4 separate regions of the Sus scrofa genome follow, and regions 2, 3 and 4 are each linked to region 1. A link is a contact called in public HiChIP or PLAC-seq data. All regions are on one chromosome and are shown on one strand. The core of a region is the stretch at or near the end of the contact, and the rest is flanking DNA. Distances in the headings are between cores, read along the strand shown.

Region 1 (6,749 bases), core at 2,412-4,911:
ATCATTTCCTGCTTTAACCTCCATTAAGGGCTTCCTAATACACGTATTCTTCAAACTTCTAACAGTCTGGCCCTGCTTATCCCTTGAAGTCACCTCACTCCTCTCTCAGGCTACAGTGCCCACCTCTGGTTAGTCAAACATAGCAAATCCTCTCACCTCAATGCTTTTGTATGCATTTGGCTCTGTCCTGAACTCTCTTTGCCTAGAACTTGGCACAGCTGGCTGCTTCTTCTCATTTAGGCCTCAGCGCAAAGGTCAACTTTGGAGGTCTTCCTTGACAATGCCTTCTAGAGTAGACACACACAACCCCAGGCAGCCCAGATCTCACTATTCTGCTTTAATTTCTTCACAGTATCTACTACCTGAAATTTACCTTGTTTACTTACATGGTCACTGTTTCTCCCCACTAGTGGGTAAGCTCCAAGAGGGCAGGGATTTCCTCTCATCTATTATGGCAGCCCCCAGGGCAGTGCCTGGCAAGCTGGAGCCAAGTACTCATTGACTAAATGATGAATGAACGTCCTGCATTTAAGAGTGGAGTCAGGCTCTGAAGTCAGATCTGGGTTGAGTCTTGACTGGTTTTGGGCACGTACTCATTCCCATCTTTGTCAGTGAGAGGTGAACAGTAATGATAATGACCTATTGTGAGGATCAAATAGGAAATGTTTGCAAAATACTTAGCACCCTTTCTTGCACTTGGTAGTTGCTTGATGTTGTTATCAAGAAGTTTTCATTAAGTACTTGCTATTTGATTGGCTGGACTGGAGTACAATAAGTGGCTCAAGACTCGCAGTGGACCGAATGGACACTCAGAATCATGGGAAAGTAGCTTCTCAGACCCTAACCTCAAGACCCTCCCACCCCTAATTCCTTTGGGAATTCTCCTTGGGGAGAAGGCCTGGGTTTGTTTTGACCAGTACTCCACATATAACAGTTGCACTGGAAATTAAAGGCTGGAGATAGGCAGCGCAGCCTGCACCCAGGGAAGCCCCAGAGACGAAACTCTCAGAGTATCTGTTGGTCTGGAAGCTCCAAGAAGGCAAGCTCCAAAGCTGCTTTGTGGGCTACTGTCTACTCAGACCTAGTACGTGATAAGTCCTCAGTAGCTAATGAATGAATGAGCTACTGACCCTGGAGTTCTAGCTGGTAAGGTAGAATATCTCAGTGGAAAAAGCCCTATACTGGCTTCTAAGCCTTTATTTCCTCATCTATAAAATGAGGATGACAGTATCTATTTTCATTAGGTTGATATAAGAACTGAGTGAGATAATGAATATAAAGTGTTTAGAACAGAACCCAGAACAGAGTAGGTATCCAATTAGTAGCAGTAGCTGCTATCTGGCTCTTCACACAGAATCATCAACATCTCTGAGGGCCCAGATAGGATCTGGATTCAGCTGCCTCTTCTCTGATTCCCCCCTCCAAAGTCAGAGGACAGTTCCTTGTGCCACATCTAGGTCAGCAGTCATCATAATGCACTACAATGGCTGGTTCACCCGTCTCTCTCCCTCTCTTACTCCTGCTGGAAGGCAAGTCCTTTGATGGGAACATGAACTTCTGACAGAGATATTATGCCTTATTCCTCTTATGAACCCTTGTACATAGATCTGAATAGAAATGGGGTGTGTGCTTCCTCTGGTCCAGATGACTAAGGATCACCGTGCCTCCACTCACTGCTGCCACCAGCTCTCTGAAGAGCGAATGACTCCACAAACATGTTTTTAGGAACAGGGAAAAACCAGAGATCTTGGGATAAAAAGACAGGTCTTAGCAAAACTAATACATTCCCTCTCAGTTATTCTCACATTAATATTTTACTTTCTTCATAGCACTAATCACTATCTGTTCTTTTATTAGTTTACTTGTTTACTATCTATCTCCTTCCACCATGATTTAAACTTTGTGAGAACAAGGATCATAGCTGCTTTATTCACCACTGTAAATTCTTATCACCTAGAATTACTTTAAGTACACAGGAGTCACCTAGCAGGTGTGTTAAAAAGAAGACTGAATGAATCAATGAAAGCACTTTCTTAACATTTTTATTTTTAAAGGACTCAGACTTGGATGTTTTTAAACAAATGCATAAGCATTTGAAGAAAGAACAACTGAAGTATTTTAACATAATACAAGAATTAAGGTCATTTTAGGCTCAGCAACATAAAAGGCCAAACATGATTTCTTCTCCACACAAGTTGGCTGGTTTTTTTTGTTTTTTGTTTTTTTGTTTGTTTGTTTGTTTGCTATCCCTTGGGCCGCTCCTGCGGCATATGGAGCTTCCCAGGCTAGGGGTTGAATCGGAGCTGTAGCCACTGGCCTACACCAGAGCCACAGCAACTCGGGATCCGAGCCGCGTCCGCAACCTACACCACAGCTCACGGCAACGCCGGATCGTCAACCCACCGAGCAAGGGCAGGGACCGAACCCGCAACCTCATGGTTCCCAGTCGGATTCGTCAACCACTGCGCCACGACGGGAACTCCGAGAAGTTGGCTGTTTTGGATAGAAGGGACAAATCTATCCCATCAGGTGAGAGGGGATAGGATGGAGTCAAAGAAGAGCAACTTATGGAGTCAGAAAACTGAGTTTGGGATGCCTTTGTTTACTGTCATGTGAACCTGATCAGGGTATTTAATGGTACAGCTTCATCATCTGAGAATGTAATTCCTACTTTAGAAAGTGGCTGTGAAACTCACACACAAGAAAAATGGGCATGAAAGAGCTTGGCCAACTGTCCAGCACTGTGAAGAGTGGTTATTACCAGCTGTCAAGGCTGAAGCACAAGGGCAAACCAGCTCCCCCTCTACTCCCACCAGGAGTTCTTGCTAAAAGGCGCCAGCAGTACCAGAGCATCTGCCTTCTCTTCTGACAAAGACACCCTGCAACTTAAACCCACTTTGCAACTGAGATGGTGTGTGATCTCCAGCCTCATTTGTGAGACAAAGGGTTGGACTCCCAGATCTCTGGGAACCTTTCCAGTGACAGCATCTCAGAAGTCGGTGTGGTCCCAACCAAACTCCCACTCTTGCCTCCAGACCTAGCAGTTGTCTTGCGTATAGGAAGTGATCAGCAATCATTTGTTTAATGAATGAATAAGCCAGTGAGTTGAATGAAGATGTCTCTCTCAGACCCGGTTAGGGGCCGGATCAGTACGCCCACAGGTCCTGAGCTTCCCAGCCACAGAACCTTTTCCGCGGTCAACAACTGTCTTTCTCCCGGATTAGACCGGGTGTAATGAGGGAGGGGAGCTGGTTGTGACCGTCAGCAAAACTGGCGCTGCGCGGGTGGCAGGGTTCTGGCGAACCCCGGACCCTAAGGAAGGGTTTATTGTGCGTTGGGGCCGGGGCAGCGGGAGGACGTCGCGCGGGCTCCGGTTCTCCCGGTCCCAGGGCGGACGCGGGAGGAAACTCACGTGAGCACCGGGATGGGCGTCCACACCACACAGTAGGGGAAGCGGCTCCGCTCAACGTCCATGGCGCCGCCGCTCGCGCAGCTAAATTGCTTCTTGTCCGTGTCGGCCGCCGTCGGCGCCTCCACTTCCGCCATCCCGGGCGGGGGCGGCGGTGGCGGCGGCAACAGGAGCGGCGAACTCCCTTCCGCTTCCGCCATGCTGCGCGCCCGTTCCGGTCGGCCCCCGTCCGGGAGCAGCTCGCTCGGTGGCGTCACTTCCCGGAGGTGCGGTCCGCCCGGCTTGGCCTCCCCCCGGGAATTGGAACCGCGTCCCTCTGGGCCCGGCCTGCCTGGCCCTGGTTCCTTCTGCGCGGACCAGCCAGAAGTGTTTGCGCTGGCACAGCACCGCTGCGGAAGGGATGCCCTCAGGCAGCGCTCAGTCTAGTGCGGGAGACCCACCAAGGACTCTGTCATTCAGTACGCTAAGGGCTCCTAAGAGGGTGGTACGGTCTCTGCTGAGCGCTTCTTAGGCGCCAAGCCTTGCCTTGATATACACTGTTTTTAATCCCCACAGTCTGTTAGACATGCGAATTTGGGTATTTCCCCAGGTTACAAGTGATATATTGACGCTTAAGAGGTGAGGTAAGTGGCCACGACTCAAACCTAAGTCTGTCTCCCCTTTGTCATTCTGTAGTCTCTCACGAGGTAGTGATAAAGGAAGGATAGACTGAAATAATGTGTGGCGTGTGTGTAGAAACAGGGAAGATTTGCCTGAAGATACTTGAGCTGTTTGCCAGGTGGCTCAGGGATGGGGTGGAGGGATGCGTGCAGCCGGGCAGAGAAAAAAAGGCCTTGCAGAACACAGTGTGCAGGAGTGTGAATATCACCTTGGCAGGATTAAATTACAAGCCTTCCATGTGATCCAATCCTTTCATTGTACAAATGGGAAAACCGAGGCTCGGGGAAGTTAAACAGTTGTCTGAGATCGCGCACTATCATGTAAAGAAGCCAGACTCAAACCTTGGATTCTTTGGGCTTTTTTACAAATGTCAAGATAGACAAAGAAAATGGAATCTGCTGGGGTAGGAAGGGGAAAATGGGGGGGGGGGAGGAAGGCAGTGGCTAAAAATCAGGCTAGAGGGAGATTTGGACAAATCCACTTAGGAAGGTTTGAGCTATGCCTTTCCGGGAAGGTTTTTCTTCCACTGAATCACGCTCTCTTAAAGTTGTTCTAAAGAAAGCCTGCTGTCCTGTTTTTAGCACCTAATGTTTCAGTGCGTTTTGAGGGGTATGTCTTTCTGTTATGGAACTCTAAGGTCCTTAATTTCCGTACCTAGCATTGTTCCTAGTGTAGAACAGATGCCCACTAGATATTTACTGATTTACTGAATGATTGAATGGGTGTTTTATAAAGGCCTTGCAGATTATCACCGCAGAAAATGATTCTAACCCACTCAAAATTCTTTGAGTATCTTTGTGCCTCTCCTGTGACCCATGTGTAGTAAGTGATCCTTGAAGGGCAACAACCAGCATCTGGCCAGGTATGGAATAGATTAGGTGTGCAGTATATGTTTGTTGAATGAATAAATTTCATCTTGAATCAATCACTATAGCTGTCTCATCTTTTCTGGATCATAGGCTCCAAGGAAGTCTATACCTTAGACATTCCTCTACCATCACTGTCAATTCATAATTCTAACAAAGGGCTGGTGGGTGCCCTTTAAACATTTATTGTATGGGTGGATGAATAAACAACCAAAGTCAGTCTTTCTTCAGGCTTGCCACAAATTTGATAGTACTAACACAATAACGTATTTAATCTGACAGTCACAGTGGCTTCCCATTGCACTTTGGATAGAACACAAATATACCACGGTTTACAAGGACCTACATCATGCCTGATTTACTTGCTTGTTCACTGTACTACTGCCACTTTGGCCTTTTTTTTCAGTTCCTCTCATGTACTATGCTGTTTCATACCCCCATGACTTGGCATACACTGTTCTCTTCTGCCTGAAATGCCTCTTCCCCCACCAAAAAAACCCTGGCTGTTATATTCCATTCACCCTGCAAGTCTCAGATTAAATGTCACTTTCTCAGAAAGCACTTCCCTGGCCTCCTGATCTAAGTTAGAAAGCCCTGGGGTTCCCTTTGTGGCTCATTGGTTAATGAACAGGACTAGGATCCACGAGGTTGTGGGTTCGATACCTGGCCTCACTCAGTGGGTTAAGGATCTGGCGTTGCCATGAGCTGTGGTGTAAGTCACAGATGTGGCTCAGATCCTGAGTTGCTGTGGCTGTGGTGTAGGCTGGTAGCTGTAGCTCTGATTTGACCCCTAGCCTGGGAATCTCTGTATGCTGTGCATGTGGCCCTAAAAAGCAAAACATTAGAAAGTCCCTGTTAATAACATACATATTTTGTGGCTTTGTATCATCCCCCAATAGGCTGGAAACTCCTTGGGGGCAGACAATGTGTTTGTTTTGTTCATTTCTGTAAACTCAGTGCCTAGTAGTGTCTAGCACATAGCATTTGCTTAGTAAGTATTTGCTAAACTGAATGAATGGCAAATACTTACAAGCTTGGCATCACATGCTAACTACATTCTGAGAGAAGGAACCTAGCTTGTCACATGCTGCTTTGCAGTGCCCCAATATTTGTTTTTTCTTTTTTTGATAGAGTTCCCAGCCCAGGGATCAGATCTGAGCCACAGCTGCGTCCTATGGAGCAGCTGTGGCAACACCGGATCCTAAACCCACCGTGCTGGGCCAGGGATCAAACCTGTATCCCAGTGCTGCAGAGACACCACCAATCCTACTGTGCCACAGTGGGAACTCCGAGTTTTTTTAAAATTCCATTTTATTTTTTTCTTTTTATGATCACACCTGTGACATATGGAAGTTCCCAGGCTACAGGTTGAATCAGAGCTGCAGGTGCTGGCCTATGCTGCACATCGTGGCAACAGCAGATCCTTAACCCACTGAGTGAGGCCAGGGATCAAACCTGCATCCTCACTGACACCATGTTGGGTTCTTAACCTGCTGAGCCACAATGGAACTTTTTAAAAATTTTTGAAATTGGAATTCTCATTGTGGCTCAGCAGTTAACAAGCCTGACTAATATCCATGAGGACACGGGTTTGACCCCTGGCCTTGCTCAGTTCCATCCCGGATCCTTGCTTAAGGATCCGGTGTTGCTGTGAGCTGTGTAGGTCACAGACTTGGCTCAGATCCTGCATTGCTGTGGTTGTGGTGTAGCTGGTGGCTGCAGCTCCAATCGGATCCCTAGCCTAGGAACCTCTGTATGCGTGGGTTCGGCCCTAAAAAGACAATTTTTTAAATTGGAAAAAAAAATTTTGCTGC
Region 2 (6,749 bases), core at 1,087-3,586, 330 kb before region 1:
TAGATGGGTGTTTTTGTCTAGTTTTTTCAACCTTGTTTTGTGAAAAAAAAAAAAAAAAAAAAAAAAAAAAAAAAAAAAAAAAAAAAAAAAAAAAAAAAAAAAAAAAATTTGTTTTGTTTGAAAATACTCATAACAAAATGGGGAAAATATTCCTAGAATTGAAATGAGGCTGATTAAAATTAGGCTTCTAGGTCTATGTGTGAGCTCGAAAACTGACTCCACCCTGCTGAAGACAGTATCACCCACAGTTGCAGTTCCACAAAAGTGGAACTACTATACCAATAAGCCACTTTGTTATTAAAAAGTCCCCCAAAGATGTGTGTTCATTCACACCTAAGTGTTTTTCACACTTTTCAAAATGAGATTCACACAAGCAAGTGTAAAGGCAAATAAGTTTCAAATGTGACCAGGGCTAACAAACCATTTGTCAGGATTATCACATTTCTAAAAGTTCTTCCTTTGGCTTATAAATTCTTCAAGCTTCGTATGAAAACATACTAGAACATGAGGCTTACGTTGTTATGGGATTGGTTTCTTACTATCAAAAAGATCAAAGCCACAATATAAAACTATCAAAAATCTGAAAAATAATAATTTAAGCAATCAATGGATAACTAGGGAACCAACATGTGTATTTTACCTCCATTGACTGTCTTATAAACAGTAAATTATCAGAATCTGTGTGTAATGCAATTGATTACAGATCTGTATGTTATAATGCAAATGATTACAGATCTGGATATTGAAATGCAATAAATTACAGATTTTAAGAAGAAAAGTCTGCTAACATATTTCATGGTTAAGGAAAACTGTACCTCTCCTGCTGGTACTCAGTCCTACAGTAGGTGCACTTCACAACAGGGTGTGCAATCCGACATTCCTGAAATGAAATGAGGATATAATTTTAAAAGGCAGTCAGAAATGGAAACAGCCTTCAGTAGGAGGCAGAGACCTGGGTACTATTCCAAGCATATCCACTGTGCTTGAGTTAGTCACTTAAACTTTCTAGGACTAATTTCTTTCTTCTGTGATTCTGGCATCACCACCCTGCATTGATGTGGGAGTTAAGTAAGAATTTATATGGAACTAGTCATAAATTGTGAAACAAAAGTATGAATAAGTCACAGACTAGGAATCAGAAGCCCTGGATTCTAGTCCGGTTCTCCCTCTGCCACTGTGTGATTCTTTTCAGCAGGTTCACTTTTGAAATCAAAGTGCTGAATTAAATTCATTATTGCTCACAAACATAAAACTGCCCTAAAAAACATACATATGTATGTATATATACACACACACAAACACATGATTAAATATACATGTATATATATATATATGTCCAAAAAAGGCACTCAAACATTTGAGTTTTTGAGTTCTCTCATAAATAGTAAACAAAAAGTGAAGAAGTCCTGGCTATTTGAGGCAATAATGACATACAATTATGAGTTATCCATACCAGAGACACAAACTCTGGATTATTTGGGGATATCTCAACATCACTCTCCAGTTGGCTTAGTGACTTTTACTGTATCCTCACAACACCTCTACTCATTTAAATAGGCAAAACAAGATGAAGCAACTTAAAACGAAAAAAGAGAACTTGGACCTTCGGGGTAAAAACTGATCAGCGGCTGGTTAGGGCGAGGACCGAAGGTCACTAACTAGATGCTGAAAAATCATCCTTTTGCCTCGTGAGCTTGACAGTGGGGCTTTATTATAAAGCCTCACTATGTCCCACTCCGAAACTGGCTGAGAGGTGCCCGTGAGACGCCCGAGTTCGAGACGATCCTCCCAGGCAGCACCCAACTCTGGAGTTCAGTCCCAGGCGAGGCACGGGGTCCCTAAGCCTGAAACCAGGCAGACCCCGGCAGCGGGGAAGCCAGCCCAAGAGCGACCTAGGGCGCGGCTTGTCAGGGGCGTGAGGGGGACCCGCTGTCCCCTCCCCCGACCTCGGAGGGTCAGAGAACAATCCCTCGCGGTTGCTAAGCGCCCGGACACGCCCGCCGCGGGGGCCCGGATAGGGCCTGGATCTCCCCTACATGCCTCGCCGACCCCCAATGGGGCGGGTACGGTTTCTCAGTTCTGTGAGCCAGCCACGCCCTGCCCGAGGGACCCCGCCGGGCGTCCCCGCAGAACCGGGAGCTCCGGGCCGCGCCTCCAGCGTCCCAGTTCCCGGCCGCCGCCCCAGCCCGCGCACCTTGCACAGCTGCTGCCCCTGAGACAGCGCCTCGAAGGGGAAGCGCTGGTGGCACTTGGTGCAGGCGTAGAGCGCCGCCATGTCCGGCCCGGGCCGTGCTCACCGCCCCGCCGGCCCGGCCCGCCGCTTTATCTGACAGTCTGAGGTACAACCTGGCGGCAGGCTGCGGGCTGCGGCAGGCGGGCGGGCCCTCGGGTGCGGGCGGACCAGGGCGGGCGCGGCGGCGCTGAACGCCCGTTCACTGGTTCATTTAGACGTCTATCAAGCACGAAGGGGCGGGACACGGAGCTTCTTACGACTCTGATTCGGTCTGGACTCGAGTACGCCACTTATGACGCGCGCGGCCTCGATTATGTAAAGCGCAGTCACGCGGGGGCGCCGCTGGGAGGGACGGTCTCCCGCCGGGAACCTCGGAAGCGCCTAAGACTCCTCCCACTTCGCTCTCGGTTCCCGCCTTCGCTCCTCCTCTCCCCGGCCGCTGGCGCAACCGCGCTTCTCGCGATACCTCCACGGAGTTGTGAGGTTTCAGTTTCCATGGAGTTGCCCCCTGGCAGCGGGTTGGGTGGAGTGTGTTGCATGGTTGAACCAGACCTCTGTCGCCACCCGGTGCGTGAAGATGAGCTTGTGAGAAGAAGCCTCCATCATCCGGGCAGGAGGGGCCCTCACGGCCCTCCCACTGGAGGGCCAGGAGGGAACCCTGAGAGGCAACTTAGAGGAGTGCCCTCTGAGACCCCTAAAAACGGAAAACTCTAGGGTCGCTGACCTGCAGAGAGAAATAGAGTGGCCCCAGAGAGAGCACCCCTGTGTTGTTTCTACACAGGGCCTTCTGGCTGCTAGAGTGATGACAGCTCCTCTAGGAGGGAGAAGACGGATACTAAGGAGAAGCCTTCCACCTCTGAGAGCCCTCGCGCCCCAGAGGCCCCGTCAGAGTGGGATGCAACTGGTCTGAGGCCTGCTTCCTACTGTGTCTAATCCAGACGCACCCTCAGCTTCTTTCTTGAACTGCCAGGCATTTCCTGGTTAGGCCCGGCCGGAAGGCGAGCTACGCCCTCCTATCCTAGCTACGTGTCCTAACTGCTCCCTGCCTGGGGCATCTAGGGGTAGTCCAAGGAATTGCAAACTTGTGGTTTTTTGTTTGTTTTGTTGCTTGTTTGTTTTTGTCCTATTATGGCCACACCCAGGGCCTATTGAAGTTCCCAGGCTAGGGGTCAAGAATCCGAGTCGCGCGACCACAGTAATGCCAGATCTGAGCTGCGTTTGGGAACGACACCGCAGCTCGAGGCAACATGGGATCCTTTAACCCACTGGGCAAGGCCAGGGATGGAAGCTGCAACCTCATGGATACTAGTGGGTTTCCTTACCACTGAACCACAAGAGGAACTCCCATACTTTTGGTTCTTGAGGCTTTGGCAAAGCTTCCTGCAGTGCTGACCTTTCCAAGTCTCTGCCTATAGCTGCTCTTAGGCTGAGATTAGGTTTAGCTCTGCCAACCGCTTGAACAGTACTAACTGCAATTTTACCTCAACGTGCTTTTTTTTTTTTCCACAGCAACTGAGGGCGCATTTGTGGCTTATAAATCCCTGCCTCCCCAAAATTACTCTCCCTGATATCCAAATCCAGCCCCCCCTCCCCCCCCATTGTGAGTTTGCCCAAAGATGTGTATAATCAAATATTTAGGCGCTGGAGTCAGAAAACTGAAGTTCAAAGTCACTGCTCCATATTTACTAGCTATGTAAACTTGAACTTCTGAACTTCTCACTTTGGCTGAGTTTCTCAGAGCCTCACTTTCCTCCGTGGTACAATTGGGTGATTGTGGGGGGTCAAAAATAGTACATGGGAGTTCCCGTCGTGGCGCAGTGGTTAACGAGTCCGACTGGGAACCATGAGGTTGCGGGTTCGGTCCCTGCCCTTACTCAGTGGGTTAAGGATCCGGCGTTGCCGTGAGCTGTGGTGTAGGTCGCAGACGCGTCTTGGATCCCGCGTTGCTGTGGCTCTGGCGTAGGCTGGTGGCTACAGCTCCGATTCTACCCCTAGCCTGGGAACCTCCATATGCCGCGGGAGTGGCCCAAGAAATAGCAAAAAGACCAAAAAAAAAAAAAAAAAAAAAAAAAATAGTACATGGAGGGTAATGGAGGAAAAGTGTTTTAACAGGTAAGGGGTTTTACTTTGGAATGATGAAAATGTCTTGGAACTAGTTAGAGGTGGTGGTTGCACGGCACTGTGAATGTACTAACTGCCACTGAATTGTTCTCTTTAAAATGATTAATTTTGTATTGTGTGAATTTCACCTCTATTTATTTATTTATTTATTTATTTATTTATTTTTGGTCTTTCTGTTTTTTTTGGTCCACACCCGTGGCATATGGAGGTTCCCAGGCTAGGGGTCAAATCAGAGCTACAGCTGCCAGCCTACAGCACAGCCACCGCAACACCAGATCTGAAGTTCATCTGTGACCTACACCACATCTCACATTCTTAACCCACTGAACAAGGCCAGGGATCAAACCCATAACCTCATGGTTCCTAGTTGGATTCATTTCTGCTGGGCCACAACGGGAACTCCTCAAAATTGTTTTGTTTTGTTTTGTTTTGTTTTAAGGATGCAGGCTTGGAAGAGGGACTGCCTGGCTTTGAATCCCAGCTATAACACTTAGAAGCTGTATGATTTTGGGCATATTAAAAACAAACAAACAGGAGTTCCCATCTTGGCGCAGCAGAAACGAATCCGACTAGTATCCATGAGGGTGCGGGTTTGATCCCTGGTCTCGCTCAATAGGTTAAGGATCCAGCATTGCCATGAGCTGTGGTATAGGTCACAGACGTGGCTCGGAACCTGGGTTGCTATGGCTGTGGTGTAGGCTGGCAGCTGTAGTTCCAATTCGACCCCTAGCCTGGAAACCTCCATATGCCACAGGTGTGGCCCTAAAAAAAAAAAAAAAAAAAAAAAAAAAAAAAAAAAAAAAAGCGCCGGTACACGGAACTTGGTACAGTAGATAATTTGTTTTCCATTTTTGGCCGCCCCAAGGCATATGGAGTTCCCAGGCCAGAGATCAGAGCTGAGCCACAGTCAAGACCTAAGCCATAGCTGTGGCAATGCTGGATCCTTAACCCACTGTTCAGGGCCGGGGATTGACTCTTTGACCCATCGCTCCCAAGACGCTGCCACTCCCTCTGCACCACTGTGGGAACTCCTAGATAAGTGTTATTAAAAGAAGAAACTGAATTTCTTCTAGGGAGACACTGGTGCCATGGAGCATGTAAATACAGCCTCCTGTCTACTCACACACACACTCCACCCCAGAGGATGGGTCTCTGTTTCTACTGCCTCCACTTTTGGTCTCCACCATACCATTTACCAGTTTTTCAATTACCTATTTACTTGTCTTTCATCCATTAGACTATGGCATTACGGAACAGAAAGACTGTATCTGGGTCCTCTATCCTTTTCCCCCCAGGGGCAGGGCTAATTAATCCATTCTCTCAACAAATCTTTGAGTATTTACTATGTGCCAGTCTCTGGCTTAGGCACCAAGGAGAGATACACTGGTGTGTAGAACAGATGAGACCCCCGTCCTTGCAAAATGAAGAGACTAATGGCAAAGACAGCTAAAATTGCCAGAACTCTGAATGAAAAAAAAAACATGCTGTAGGGGTAAGGAACAAAATTGGGATACAGAGAAGGTAGGGGGAATCACTTGGCTAGAGAGAAGGTCAGGAAATTTTTCTTTTTTTTTTTTTTTGTCTTTTTGCTATTTCTTGGGCCGCTCCCGCGGCATATGGAGGTTCCCAGGCTAGGGGTAGAATCGGAGCTGTAGCCACCGGCCTACGCCAGAGCCACAACAACGCGGGATCCAAGCTGCGTCTGCAACCTACACCACAGTTCACGGCAACGCCGGATCCTTAACCCACTGAGCAAGGGCAGGGACCAAACTCTCAACCTCATGGTTCCTAGTCGGATTCGTTAACCACTGCGCCACCACGGGAACTCCAGGAAATTTTTCTGAGAAGGTCTTAGACATATGACTTAGACAAGAATGTTCTGGGCAGAGGGGAAGGTGATGACCTTGAGGTAGAATATTGTTTGGCATTTTCAAGAAATGTGGCGTTCCAGTCGTGGCTCAGAGGAAACGAATCTGACGAGTCCATGAAGATGCAGGTTCAATCCATGGCCTCACTCAGTGTAAGGATCCATCGTTGCCATGAGCTATGGTGTCGCTCACAGGCGCAGCTTGGATCTGGCTGTAGCATAGGCCAGCGGCTATAACTCCGATTCAATCCCTAGCCTGGGAACTTCCATATGCTACAGGTGCAGCTCTAAAAACACCAAAAAAAGAAAAGAAAAAAAGAAGAGAAATAACAAAAAGAAATGGAGGAGAGGCCAGCATAGCTGGGGCTTAGTTTGACGGAGGATAAGTAGAGAAGTCAGCAGGAGTCAGCAGGGCCAGATGTGTAAAGCCTGTAGGCCCTGATATGGATATGATTTCTTTTTCAAAGTGCAATGGGAAAGAAGTCATAGGCAGGTTTTTTGTTGCTGCTGTTGTGATGGTTTTGTCTT
Region 3 (6,749 bases), core at 1,811-4,310, 310 kb before region 1:
TGCCACGGAGCAGAAGATAAATTGCATTCATGGTCCCGCCACATTGGGAACATTTTTAGGAGTTCAGTGGCTTCGGCCACTGAACACGTTATCTCACTTCACGTATCTCTTAGATAAAAGCAAGTGTTTGGTGGGTCTCTTTGGATTTCGGAGACAGAGTATATACCCTCAGAAGTACTTTGCCAACCCTTTGTTGGGTGACCTGGAAGGCTGCCCATTCTGAGGGGAGCTCAGATCAAGAAAGAGCTGTACAGCAGGTTCAGATCATAAAACAGGCAATGCTGCCACTTTGGATTATATGATCCTGCAGATACAATGTTGCTGGAGGACTCTAGTGGATGAAGTTTCTGTAGGGAGTCTCTGAAAGCTCAAAGAGGAGAGTTGCAATGAGAACCCCTAGGATTCTGGAGTAAGGCCGTACTGACCATGGTCCATTTGAATGAAAAGGTTCTGATGGGTCCCTGGGCCCCAGTAGCGTCTGAGCATATGATCACCAGCTATCAGGTGGCTGGCTATATATCGAAAGTTCAATGTTATCAGATGGGCACAGCAGCAATCCAATGTGATGGAAGTGGTGCATACAGGGCTGGGCTCAAAGTGCCAGAGGCATGAGTAAATCAAATGAACAAGCAGCTCAGACTCCTATGGCAACTAACTCTGTTGATCTGACCCTCCTCCTTTAACCTAGACCTATGGCCTCATGGAGGGTTCCCTAAAACCAACTGATGGAGGAGGAAGGGAGCAGAACCCATTTTACAGGTAGATATGTATAGGCACCAGCTGGAAGTGGACCACTCTATTGCAACCTCTGGCAGGGGTAGCCCGGATGGACAGTGGTCAATCCTCCTTGGGGGCAAAACCCTGAGCAATATACTTTGTCATTCCCTTTGTGTGGAGGAAGAGATAGTCTGAAGCACAGATGTATACTAATTCCTAATAAATGACAAATGGGGAGTTCCCGTCTTGGCTCAGCAGAAATGAATCTGACTAGTATCCATGAAGATGAAGGTTCAATCCCTGGCCTCATACAGTGGGTTAAGGATCTGGTGTTGCCATGAGCTGTGGTATAGTTCGCATACATGACTCTGATCTGGCATTGCTATGGCTGTGGCATAGGCCAAAAGCTACAGCTCTGATTTGACCCCTAGCCTGCGAACTTCCATATGCCGTGGGTGCGGCCCTAAAAAGACAATCAATCAACCAATCAATGGCAAATGGCTGGACTAGTTGGTCAAAGGCATGGAACAGAGAAGTGGAACTTGGGGAGTTCCCGTCGTGGCTCAGAGGTTAACGAATCTGACTGGTATCCATGAGGATGAGAGTTCGATCCCTGGCTCCGAGCAGCGGGTTAAGGATCCAGCATTGCTATCATCTGTGGTGTATGTCACAGATAAGGTTTAGATCTGGCTTTGCTGTGGCTGTGGTGTAGGCTGGCAGCGAAAGGTCTGATTCAACTCCTAGCCTGGAAACATCCGTATGCTATGGGTTTGGCCCTGAAAAGACAAAAAAAAAAAAGAAAAGAAAAGTAAAGTGGAACATTGGAGATAAGCAGATCTGTGTAAGTGGCATATAGATGGATTAACAGGAGTTAGTGAAAAGTATGCAGATCTTTGTGTCTCACATTTTTGCTCACCATTGACCTCCTACTGCAGATGAGGCTCTCCAGCCAGATGGTCAGATATCCCATCCTGTGGATGTCAGCCCGCCTGTAAACTTAGTTACCCTGCTACTTTGCAAAAGACTCATAAAAGGGTGGCCATGGTGGCAAGGATGGAGGCTATGAATGGACCCAACAACTTGGCATCCCTTTCACCAAGGCTGATCTAACAATGGCCAACAAATAGCCCACCAGCCAGCAGCAGGCAGCAGCATAGCAACATTGGTCAGAGAGAGCAGCCAGCACTGTGGTGGCAGGTCAGTTACATCAGTCCCCTTCCACTTTGGAGAAAGCAATGATTCATTTTCCTGGAATTGTTATGTACTCCAAATATGGATTGTACTTCTAGTTCTGCAAGCAATAATATCTGAAAGTTTAAAGAATACTCAATCTGGAGATCCTGTTGTGGCTCAGCGGGTTAAGGACCTGACATTGTGTTCCTGAAGATTCGGGTTCGATCCCTGGCCTGGCTCAGCGGGTTAAGGATCTGGCATTGCTGCAAGCAACAGTCACAGATACTGCTCAGATCCAGTGTTGCTGTGGCTGTGGTGTAGGCTGGCAGCTACAGCTCTGATTCCACCCCTAGCCTGGGAACTTCCATATGCCTTGGGTGTGGCTCTAAAAAGAAAAAAGAGAGAGAGAAAGGAAGAAAGAAAGAAAGAAAGCGCAATCCATTACCCAGGGCTAGAAGACCCATTTTAATGGCAAATTAAATGTGTGGCAATGGCCTCTGAACGTGGGCGTCACCGGTCTTACCATATACCCATCACCCAGAAGCAGCCAGCCTGAGAGAACAATGGAATGGAGTGATTTCATTTCCACAAGCTTTAATCTCCTCTGCAAAATAGGTCTGTACACAAATGACGGTAGTCACAAGACTTGTGGGATTGGATCTCTTTCCAGGCCCTTGTATGCAGCAAGTGCTCAATAAATGCAGGCATGATTATTACTTTGTTTTTTCAGGGACGCACCCATGGAATATGGAAGTTCTCAGGCTAGGAGTTGGATTGGAGCTGCAGCTGTTGGCCTACACCATAGCTCATGGCAACGCTGGCTACTTAACCCACTTAGCGAGGCCAGGGATCAAACCTGCAACCTCATGGTTCCTAGTCGCATTTGTTTCCACTGAGACACAATGGAAACTCTTGTGGGCATTATTATTAATTGACTCGAATTGTGAAAGACCTTGTGCCCCAAGAGGTGCTGGTGGTCTGGCTTCACTAAGCCCTGCAGGGCTGTGGACCCCACCCTAATGTGACCTGCTTTGAATACTCTTAGCTGTTTGGAAAGTCACTGGCTTGAATTATACTGTCTGGCCACTAAGCAGCTCAGCAGAGATATTGTCACTGAGCAGAGCTGTAGGGAGGAGACAAGACACTGTAGAACCCTGGAAATGGAAACTGAAACTGGAAACTTGACAGCAATTGGCCACTTGGGGAGGAGAGTTACAGCAGTGGGAAGGATTATAAAAATCCAGCCTGAGAGCCGTTATCTCACTGCTACTGCCATCTATCAGCAGGCTCCAGGCAAGAAGATTTCTTTTCTGCTCTCTTCAAGGTAAACCCAGAAGCTATAAGGTGTGGGTGTCAGGCTGCCTGCCTGTGAGCCTCAGGCCATGAGGGCCAGGATGCCCATTCCTCAGGGAGGCTACACCATTGAGTCCCCTTTAGTGTCCTGGACTAAGACTGGTCTGAGGGCATGGGTTGGTGGGCTTTTAGGGGTTGGGATGCTAAGCTGCAGGAGCTATGAGACTTCGCTTATAGGTGCCATGTCAACAGTATATGGCCTTAATCCTGTCCCTTTGACTCCTCATCTGTGAAATAAGGATCAAGCTACTTTACCTGCCCAAGGGACTGGATGATCTCTGAAAGCCCTTTATCCTAGGATCTACTGTGACAGTGAGTTTATCTTTGAGGATAGATGACAGGATCTGAAGTAAACCTCCAAAGTGTGGGTCTGGGCATCAGTCAATTATGGCTTTAAATCCTGATTCTGCTACAGCTGGGCAGGCCTGGGAGTGTTACTTTTCTGAGTTTGAGTTTCCTTATGTATAATACGTGGTTGAGAATAACGGCACCCGAGTTCCCGCCGTGGCACAATGGTTAACGAATCCTACTAGGAACCATGAGGTTGCAGGTTTGATCCCTGGCCTTGCTCAGTGGGTTAGGGATCCAGCATTGCCGTGAGCTGTGGTGTAGGTTGCAGACGCGGCTCCGATCCCAAGTTGCTGTGGCTCTGGCGTAGGCTGGCGGCTACAGCTCTGATTCGACCCCTAGCCTGGAACCTCCATATACCGTGGGAGCGGCCCAAGAAAATGGCAAAAGACAAAAAAAAAAAAAAAAAAGAATAACGGCACCTACTTCATGGGGTTGTTATGGGTATACATAACTTTGTGCCAGAAAGTGCTAAGTAAGTACTCAACATAGGGGAAATTGTTGGGGGTTTTGTTGTTGTTTGTTTTTAATTCAAGGAAAAAGCATTAAGCAGACAAAGATCACATTAGAGTTGGGGGGGATATGTGTTCTCCTATTTTGTAGTGTCATGGAAATAGCATAGGTTTTGGATTCTGACAGACCTGAGATGTGTCTAGGCTGCACAATTTGCTCTGTGACCTTGGGCTAGCTCCTTTACCCTCCTTTCTTTCTGAAAAACGAATATGAGATCAGTGTTTGGTGCCTGTAAATATTCAATGCATTGTAAGAATAAGTCTATCAGGAGTTCCCTGGTGATTCAGTGGGTTAAGGATCTGGCATTGCCACTGCTGTGGTTTGAGTCACTTCTGTGGTGCAGGTTGGACCCCTGGCCCAGGAACTTCCAAACTTCCACAGGCCGAGAATGCGGGGCGGGGGGCGGGGGGGGGGAGAAGTGTAGCAACAACCATTGTGTAGAAAATTCTGTGTGACAGGCACTGTTCTAAATGCTAGGGATACAGTGGTGAACAGTTTCAAAACTCACAGCCACCCAGCCAGAAATAGGTTCTATTAATACTCCCACCTTAGGGATAGGGAAACTGAGGCTCCAGGAAGTCCCAGGTATCCTGCTCAAGGCCAGACAAAGCCAATAACAGAAGCCACACTAATAACACTAGCTGACTCTGGTGAGTGCACACAACGTGCCAGGGACTGTGCCAGAAGAGGATTCAGCTCCTTCCGGTGTGGCAGGAACTGCTCCCTTTTTTTTTTTTTTTTTTTTTTTTTTGTCTTTTTTTTGCCTTTTCTAGGGCCGCTCCCTCGGCATCCGGAGGTTCTCACTACGCCAGAGCCACTGCGACGCGGGATCCAAGCCGCGTCTGCAACCTACACCACAGCTCACGGCAACAACGCCGGATCGTTAACCCACTGAGCAAGGGCAGGGACCGAACTCTCAACCTCATGGTTCCTAGTCGGATTCGTTAACCACTGCGCCACGACGGGAACTCCGCCACGCCTCCTTAAAGGGGTCCTGGGCTCAGTCCAGAGCATCTCACTGCTCTTTATGAACTCACTGCCAAAACGAAACGCAATACAATCCAGAGGGCGTGCCAGCAAAACGGCTCTGGGAACCAGGTCTCCTTCCAGGTCCGGTGATAAAGCCTTGCGTGGCGCCACCATGCGGCAGAAGGCGGTATCGCTCTTCTTGTGCTACCTACTACTCTACACCTGCGGTGGAGAGGAGACAGGTAAGGATCTTGGGGCACCTGAGCACTGTGGGATAAAGGAGTGAAGAGTCTCAGAATTCCTGAGGAGAGTTTCAAGATACCTGATTTAGAGATCCAGGCGTGCCACTGAACTAGAGGAGCTACTCCAATGGACAGCACGGGGTTGCGGTAGCCAGAGTCCCAGATTCGAATCCCTGCTTGTCAATTCCTCCATTCTCGGAAAACTGCTCATGCCAGTTCTGTGCCAGACACCGCCCCTTGGGAAAAGTCTCTTCCCTTCATGAAAGTTCTCCGTAATGGAATGGTGGCCCCACCGCTGGGGGTGGCTTGAGCATCAGGCACAGAGTAGGGGACTCTGCTCCCCACTCGGCTTTGTCCACTCTCTTTCCAGACAAAAGAAGACGCTCTGAGGACAACAGCAGCTCCGGGCTCTGGGGCACGCTGGCCTACATGGCCGTCGGAGGAGGTGGGTCTGGAGGGCGGGGAGCCCGGGGAGGGGGGCGGGCCCTGCGGCACAGTGTCCCTCACCCTCTCCTCTTCCTCCAGGGCTCATGGCCATGGCGCTGCCCGCTCTGGGCTTCACAACCGCCGGCATCGCCGCCAACTCTGTGGCTGCCTCGCTGATGAGCTGGTCGGCCGTGGCGAACGGGGGCGGAGTGCCCGCCGGGGGGCTGGTGGCCACGCTGCAGAGCCTGGGTGAGTGCAGGCGGAACCAGGGGCGTAGACACCAAGGCCAGGTGGCTCTCTTTACTGTTCTGAACCCTTTTCACAGGCTAACTCAGCTCTCCGAAGTGGGGATTCTTTCTTTTTTATTTTAATTTTATACTGGAGTATAGCTGATTACAATGTGTTAGTTTCAGGTGTACCGCAAAGTGATCCAGTTAATACATACATCTATTCTTTTTCAGATTCTTTTCCCTAGAGGTAGGGATTTTTTTTTTTCTCCACACCCAATCCCAGCCACAGCAGTGACGACTGCTGCTGATCCTTAACCCTGCGAGGCCACCAGGGAACTCCAAGGTGGGGATTCTTGTAATCCCTACCACACAGCAGGGAAACAGGCACTGGGGGATTAGGAATTCACTCAAATTCCAGCTAGTTAGCACCATAATGGGATTCAAACCCAGGCAGCCTGCCTTCTGTGTTTTCAGCTCCTAAAGTTGGGTGCCTGGCTAATGCTTTGGCCAAGTCCCAATCCTCATTTTCCTCTTGTGTTAACCAGGATAACCATCCTCAAGCTAACTTTTTTTTTTTTTTTTTTTTTGTCTTTTTGCCTTTTCTAGCGCCGCTCCTGCAACATATGGAGATTCCCAGGCTAGGTGTCTAATCGGAGTTGTTAGCCACAGCCACAGCAATGCCAGATCTGAGCATCGTCTGTGACATATACCACAGCTCACGGCAATGCCGGATCCTTAACCCACTGAGCAAGGCCAGGGATCGAACCCACAACCTCAT
Region 4 (6,749 bases), core at 1,527-4,026, 280 kb before region 1:
GGGTGAACCTGCAGGGCCAGCTTACTAAGAGATGCACCAGAGGATTGCTGGGCCTGGTTAGTGTCCTTTGAACCTGGGATCTGTGACCCTGTCTATCTGGCAGGTGGTTTTCTCCTTCACACCCAGAGAGGTGGATGGTTGGATTGTGGCAGGCCTGGGGCTTTCCAGGCAAGCACAGTGGAAGGTGAGGAAGGTAAGGCAGTGCAGGAGCTTGGCAAGGGGGGCTGTAATGGCTGACAACAGAATCTAAGATGCTTGAAAACAGCCGTGAGGACAGGAGGATGATAGCTGGATGGGAAATGGTCGGGAGGTCTCAGTGGGCTTGCTGGGCCTTGATTTTTGGTCTTGATGTCAGTTTTCAGAATTGATTTCAAGGAACATGTTGGGGAGTTCCTGTTGTGGCACAGCAGAATTGAATCCGACTAGGATCTATGAGGATGAGGGTTCGATCCCTGGCCTCACTCAGTGGTTTAAGGATCCAACATTACCACAAGCTGGAACTCCTAGCTCCAGGAACTCCCATACGCCATGAGTGTGGTGCTAAAATAATAAAGAAAGAAAAATAAAATAAACTGTGAGCACAGGAACTGAAAGGTTAGTGGAGGAGGGCAGCAGGCCCCTATGAGGCCTCTTTGTTCTGTGCCCATCATCTCCGCTGTTGCATGGGGGGCGTAAGTGCCACATGGAGGACAAGGACTGGACCTGACTCCTATTTGAGCCTCGACCATCCAGCCTGGCACAGACTAGTGACAGGAAGGCTGAGTTTAATTGATTGAATGAATGAATGAATGACAGCAAACACTTATCTGGCACTTACTATGTGCCAAGCACTAGCCTATCAGCTCATTGTTTCTCCCAAGAAACATGTAAGGTCACACCTGTGCCACAGCAGCAGCCCGAGCCAAGGCAGCGACAATACTGGACCCTTAACCTGCTGAACCACCAGGGAACTCCTCTTCATTCATTCTTTAATTCTTAGAACCAATCATTTGTTTTTGCATTGGGTTTTCATTTGTTTATCTGTTAATTCCTTTGTTCCTTGATGGAGTCATGCGTCCTGTACCCAGAGAACCTGCCTCTTTGTGCCAGACTCTGCCTGGGCTTCAGGGGACATTGCCAAGAGCCAGATCCAGTCCTTGCCCTTGAGGAAAACATATCCCACACCCCACACCCCAGGAAGAAGTGATCAACAGGCACACTGCTGAGTGCTCTGCTGAGGATGAGGGGCCAGACCTTGAAGGATGACAGAGCGTGACAGATTGGGGGATCCCCACGGGCGGGGACCAGTCTCTTTCATCTTTGTCCTCCATAAGCCTGACACCAGAAGGGCAATGATAAATGTTTGTTTGCTAATTGAATACACAGGGCCACAGCCAGTCAGAGAGTGCTTGATGGTGGAGGTGATGGTGCCCAGCCAGGGTGAAGCCACTCTGCCCAAGTCCTGTACCTGCACCTCCCCATCCCTCCTCCCAGTTCCCTAAGAGAAATGCATTCTTATCGATACCCAACTGTTCTCTGCCACCCTAAATCATACGGAGACACACCTGAGCACACACATGTGCACACACACACAGATATTTCCATGCATCCCTGCTCATATATAGAAATACACATGCCTGCATCATGTGCCCCAATTGTTGATCCCAAAATGGCAGTCATTGTGTTTCTTGCCTATAATCACACACACACACACACACACACACAAAACAGTGCTCACATACCCTCCCTGCCTCCCTACTGTATCCCAACGCACATCCTTCTCCACCAAACAGCCCTCCAACACGCATCCCTTCCTCCCCAGACAGAAGGGACTCTCCTGGCCTTTGGTTGAAGACTGAAGAAGTAACAGTGGTCGGAGGGGGATTGAAGCTCAGGCTGAGGGAAGGGTCAGGGATCCCTGCCAGTGGGAAAGGCTGGAACTGTCACTGAGGATGATGCTCAGTTTTTCTAAACCTTGGGTGGGTGTGGGAGGCTGACATGGTGCCAGTTCCTCAGTGCGGCCCCACAGCTGATTCCTCTGAAAAGCAGTTTCCTAAGAGAGGGGTCTTCTTCTTCTTTTTTTTTTTTTTGGTCTTTTTGCCTTTTCTAGGGCTGCTCCCACGGCATATGGAGGTTCCCAGGCTAGGGGGTCTAATCGACTGTAGACGCCGGCCTATGCCAGAGCCACAGCAACGCAGGATCCGAGCCGCGTCTGCAACCTACACCACAGCTCATGGCAACACCGGATCCTTAACCCACTGAGCAAGGCCAGGGATCAAACCGGCAACCTCATGGTTCCTAGTTTGATTCGCTAACCACTGAGCCACCACGGGAACTCCACCTAGGAGAGGGGGTCTTCTGCTGCTTCCCTCTGTCCTAGATAGTGCCCAGGCCCTGAAGATGGCAAAGTGTGGTGACTGGAATTGCAGTGGCTCTGGTGACAGCAGTCTGAGGTCAACTGGCCATGATAACTTGGGTTCAGGCCTGTCCCCATCTGGGCCTCAGTTTCCTCAGCTGCAAAAGGGGGGTGGGGCAGTGATATGGAAAAGCCCCTCTTAACCTTTAAAGAGTGGGTGCTTCTGGGGGTGAGGAACCTGCCCTTTTGGAGGGGTCTTGGGAAAGCAGTGCTGGGTGTTCAGGTCAGGGGAGAGGAGCCAGGGTGCAGGGGGAGGCCTGGGAAAGCTGACCCCACGCGATCGCGCGGGGGAGGTAGGAAGGGGGGGGCGGGAGGGCCTGGGATTTAAGGGCCCCTCCCCGCTGCGGGCAGCTGGCTTGGGGCTGGGGCGTGACTGCAAATTCTCCCCGTCGGCACAGCCACCGCCACCGCGGCTGCACTAAGAGACGTCCGAGGCGGCTTCTTCCTCCCTGCCCAGAGCGGGCGGCGGTCAGCACCCCAGTTTCCTCACCCCCACCCCCGTCGGCACTCGTGGCTGCTGGGAGCCGGGCTAGCTCACCCTGGGGTCGGTCGGAAGCGGACTCCCCTGGGAGCAGGTAGGCGCAGTCAGTGGGGCTGGACAACAAGCCCTGCCCCGCCCCCAGCCTGCCCTGGGCCCCGGGAGGTGGGGGTGGGGGTGGGGTGTGGGGGTGGGGGTGGGATGGGGGAGGGGTGGGAGCGGAAGCCTGAACTTGGGGAGGAGAGCGGAGGGAGTGGAAGGCCAAAGAGACCCCCTCCCCTTGAAAAGCACCTGAGGAGGAAAACTGAGGCGACCTGGAGACTGAGACTGATACAATTTGGGGAGGGGGCTGAGGGAATATGGGGACAATAGACTAAAAGGACCCCTCCCAACACGCAGAGGTATGGTGGGGAAAACGGAGGGAACCTGTGGAGTGGCAATGATAGAATTTGGGAAGGGGGCGGAGTCGGGGGGGGAGAACGAAGAGACCCCCAAAAGGGGCTGGGGGAGAAACTAAAGGGACCTTGAAAGCGAGGATTTGGGGGAGAAGCCGAGGGGTCTGGAAGAGAGGAACTAAGTGGCTGGGACCGGGAGAATCAGGTGAGGGAGTTCGCGAGAAGAGGTCAAGAAGAACCCTTTCTGGAAGATGCAGAATGTGGGGCACAATTCCGGGGGTCCAGGAAGTCCCCCAATCCGGAATCGGCAGAAGTCGAGGGTGAAGTCTGTAGCGGAGAGGGGAGGGGAGGCTGCCACGAGGCAGCCCCCAGACCCTCCCACCCCGCACAGGTGGGCGGGTCCCGGGTGGCCTGGGGACTCCTTCGAGGCGCTGGAGGCGTCGGTCCCGGCTTCCTGGGGAAGTCTCCGCCCTCGGCAAGGATGGGCCTCTCTGGGTGCCCCCTTCCCGCCCGCGGTGGCGGTCTCGGTCCACGTTCCTCTCGGGATCCGGGAATTGCTGGCCTCCCCGACGGAAATCCTGCCTTTGACCGCGACTGCCGGGAGGGGCTGTCTCCATGGTAACAAGAGGGCGGACAGTCAGAGGCGGGTACTTGGCTGCAGCAGGGATCCCCGCCCGCCCGCGCTGCCCCCTTTGATTCCCTCCCCGGCCCCCATTTTGGGTCCTCAATCGGAGGCAGCCTTTGAGACAGAGGAGTAAGGCCATGATGCTCAGTGTTCAGGGATCCTGGGGAGGGGGATCTGCAGTCTCAGAGTCTTAGCCAGACTGGGACCTTGGTTGGTGTGTGACTTAGGCCAATTCTGAGGCTTCTCTGGGCCTCATTTTCCTTATCTGAATTATGTGGGAAATTATCTCTGCCCCTACCCAGCCCCCAGCCCCACCTTATCCCAGTCATGAGAATCAAATACAGAAAGCAGTTTTTGCCTAGTGTCCTAGAGGGGTTGAGTTACCACAGATTCAGGGATCCTCTCCATTTTCTCAAAAGCATGAGGCAGAACCAGAAAGCCTGACAAGGCCTCCAGGGACCAGAACACAGCTGATTCTAATGAAATAAATGTCTGTGGGTCATTGAAGCCTCATCCTGGGAAATTCAGTAGGTTTGAGATCTGTTCCCTGCCCCCCCAATCCCCATGGTGCCACATCCAGGGGTCCCTGAGTCCTTTGACATCCTTCTGTCTGTGTGTGTGTGGCCCCGGGGGAGAGCAGGGCTCTAGGGCCACTTCACAGATGGGAAAATGGAGGTCTGGGAGTCAGTGACTGACAGGCCAGCAGGAGGGACCCAGAGTTCAGGGCATCCTGTCCCTGATGCGGTGAAGGAAGTAGCCAGAGCTGAGGCCTGTGTTTCTGCCTCATCCTTACCGAATCCCAGGAAACCCCGTGGAGAGGGGAGGGGGTGCGGGGAGTGGTGGAAGAAGGTATAGGGTTCCTGGGCTTCAGGGCTGGCTCCCACTCCCAGTGAGTGTGAGGCTGTGAGTGACGGTGGAGAGTGTTTATGAGTATGGTTTGGGCTTTGAGTGAATGAGCAGGAGCGTGTGAGCATATGTGTGGGTGTTTGGGTATTCTCTGCAGCCATCTGGGGCTGATGTGGCAAAGGAAGTGGTCAGCCCTCAGGAGGATGGGTAGGGGGACCCCAGACCTGGGGAAGAAGGAACCACGGCCCTTCCTGTACAGAGCAGACCAGGCTAGCTTACCGTGGGACCCCAGGGAAGTCTGGCCACACTGTGGAATCTAGCCTCCTATTCCCTCAGCGCCCCCTAGACCACCCATGGCTCCCATCTCCCAAGAATCTTGAGTCCGTCAAGACTCCTGTTTTAGAGGCTAGTGGGTCAGTTTTCAGCAAGAGGTGAGAAACCACTTTTACCTACAAAAAGTGTAGAAAATTCAGCTGACCCCCTCAAGACCTTGTGGAGGGTAAAGCTAGTGTGGCCCCGCCCCCGCCCCACCCCCACACAGCTGGCCCTACCAGGGGGGTAGAGTCAGACGGGGTATATCTTCTTAGCCCCTGGGTGTTCAGGGGTGGGGGTGGGGGTGGTAAGGCCCAAAGAAAGAATGATGTGGAGTTCCCGTTGTGGCTCAGGGGAAACAAATCTGATTAGGAACCATGAGGTTGTGGGTTCAATCCCTGGCCTCGCTCAGTGGGTTAAGGATCCAGCATTGCCATGAGCTGTGGTGTAGGTCGCAGACTCGGCTTGGATCTGGCACTGCTGAGGCTGTGGTGTAGGCCAGAAGCTACAGCTCCATATAGACCCCTAGCCTGGGAACCTCCTATGCTGCTGGTGTGGCCCTAAAAAGAGAAAAGACAGAAAAAAAAAAGAAGAAAGAATGATGTGAGATAGTTGGAGGTTCTGTGAGAGGCGAGGGCCACAGTAAGGGAGATGGGGGCTCAGGAAGGGCACTGGAGCCAGTGAGGGATGGGAGCTTTCAGCAGAGGGGCCAGGCCTTGGTGAGGGATGGGGTGCAGTGGGGCTGTGACTTTTGCCTGCCCCCGGCCATCCCGGCACTCTGAGGAGATGCCGGAACTCATGCTGGATGGTGGTTTCCTGTGGCTGTTGAGTCCCAGTTCCCTTTTGGTGAAATCCCCCAGGCGTCTAGGCCAACTCAGTCCTCCTGCTTCACCCTGACACTTCTCCTTCTTCTCAGCCCTGCCTCCTCCCCTCTGGGCCCTGGAGGCCTTCCTCAAGGAAAGGAACAGAAGTGAAAGTTCCCTGAGCACCCACTAGGCGCCTAGGCGCCTCGTACTTTCAGGAGCTTGACCTCAATTGATGGGCAGAAGCAGCCCTCGGAGGTAGAGAAGTATATTCCTGTTTTCTAGGCGAAGAAACTGCAGCTCAGGGAGAAGTGAATTGACTTGCCCAATGCCTCAAGCTAGTTGTCAGGCTGGGGAGAATTTGAGCCGGAATCTGTCTCCAGATCCCAGAGATACTTGCCAGAGGTGACGGGGGGTGGGGTGGGGGGGGAACAGGACTTCCTGTGTCTACATCAAAGCCCCGACACAGCTTTGGCAAGTGTGGACCTTGAGAAAGGATGGGTGGGCCTGGGGCTCCTCTGTCCAGGAGTCGGGGTGGGAGAGAGGCAGTTTCCCTGCTGGGTGGCCAGCTGCCAGATGGCGGGGGCAGTGTGCTCAGTTGGCCAGGGGCTGGGTAGGAAATATGACAATCACCAGTCAGGGACAGCATGACCTCCTGCCCAGGCTTTAGAGAGAACGGAGCCGTGAACAGAACTCTGGACCTGAATTAATAGTCCTGGCTTTGAATCCCCTGTCTGGCTGCTTGACCTCCATCAAGTCACTCCCCCCGCAGTCCCTCCCCACAAGAGGGAGGTAGACTGAAAAATGGTCTCTGGGGCCTTTCTAGCTTTGCTGCTTATGGTTCTCACTCAGCCCCATTGGGCAAGGGCCACATCTCTTCAAGCCTTCCCAGCAA

What was found. HiChIP or PLAC-seq counts read pairs in DNA pulled down with a chosen protein or histone mark.
Region 2: a contact with region 1 is called in an H3K27ac HiChIP or PLAC-seq map of alveolar macrophages. The contact joins the promoter of FAM76A here to the promoter of TMEM222 in region 1. A contact is called at or near these places in 1 of 5 promoter capture datasets (fetal skeletal muscle) and 1 of 2 datasets of contacts at active chromatin or transcription factors (alveolar macrophages).
Region 3: an H3K27ac HiChIP or PLAC-seq map of alveolar macrophages shows a contact between it and region 1. The contact joins the promoter of IFI6 here to the promoter of TMEM222 in region 1. A contact is called at or near these places in 2 of 5 promoter capture datasets (fetal liver and fetal skeletal muscle), 1 of 47 Hi-C or Micro-C datasets (mesenteric adipose tissue) and 2 of 2 datasets of contacts at active chromatin or transcription factors (alveolar macrophages and skeletal muscle).
Region 4: a contact with region 1 is called in an H3K27ac HiChIP or PLAC-seq map of alveolar macrophages. The contact joins the promoter of FGR here to the promoter of TMEM222 in region 1. A contact is called at or near these places in 1 of 5 promoter capture datasets (fetal liver), 1 of 47 Hi-C or Micro-C datasets (retroperitoneal adipose tissue) and 1 of 2 datasets of contacts at active chromatin or transcription factors (alveolar macrophages).

Annotation. Positions count from the first base shown.
Region 1 is chr6:84,543,806-84,550,554 of Sscrofa11.1, reverse strand. TMEM222 (transmembrane protein 222) reads right to left here and starts at 3,661. Exons shown (of 6, transcript XM_003482003.4): 1 at 3,413-3,661. The coding sequence starts at 3,609. It overlaps LOC102165905 (a long non-coding RNA gene), which reads left to right and starts at 3,673. Exons shown (of 2, transcript XR_299851.3): 1 at 3,673-4,032.
Region 2 is chr6:84,875,681-84,882,429 of Sscrofa11.1, reverse strand. FAM76A (family with sequence similarity 76 member A) reads right to left here and starts at 2,336. Exons shown (of 5, transcript NM_001243460.1): 1 at 2,195-2,336; 2 at 816-880. The coding sequence starts at 2,275.
Region 3 is chr6:84,854,383-84,861,131 of Sscrofa11.1, reverse strand. It overlaps IFI6 (interferon alpha-inducible protein 6), which reads left to right and starts at 3,060. Exons shown (of 5, transcript XM_021095660.1): 1 at 3,060-3,214; 2 at 5,215-5,315; 3 at 5,686-5,760; 4 at 5,841-5,990. The coding sequence starts at 5,246.
Region 4 is chr6:84,826,428-84,833,176 of Sscrofa11.1, reverse strand. FGR (tyrosine-protein kinase Fgr) reads left to right here and starts at 2,776. Exons shown (of 13, transcript XM_021095651.1): 1 at 2,776-2,970.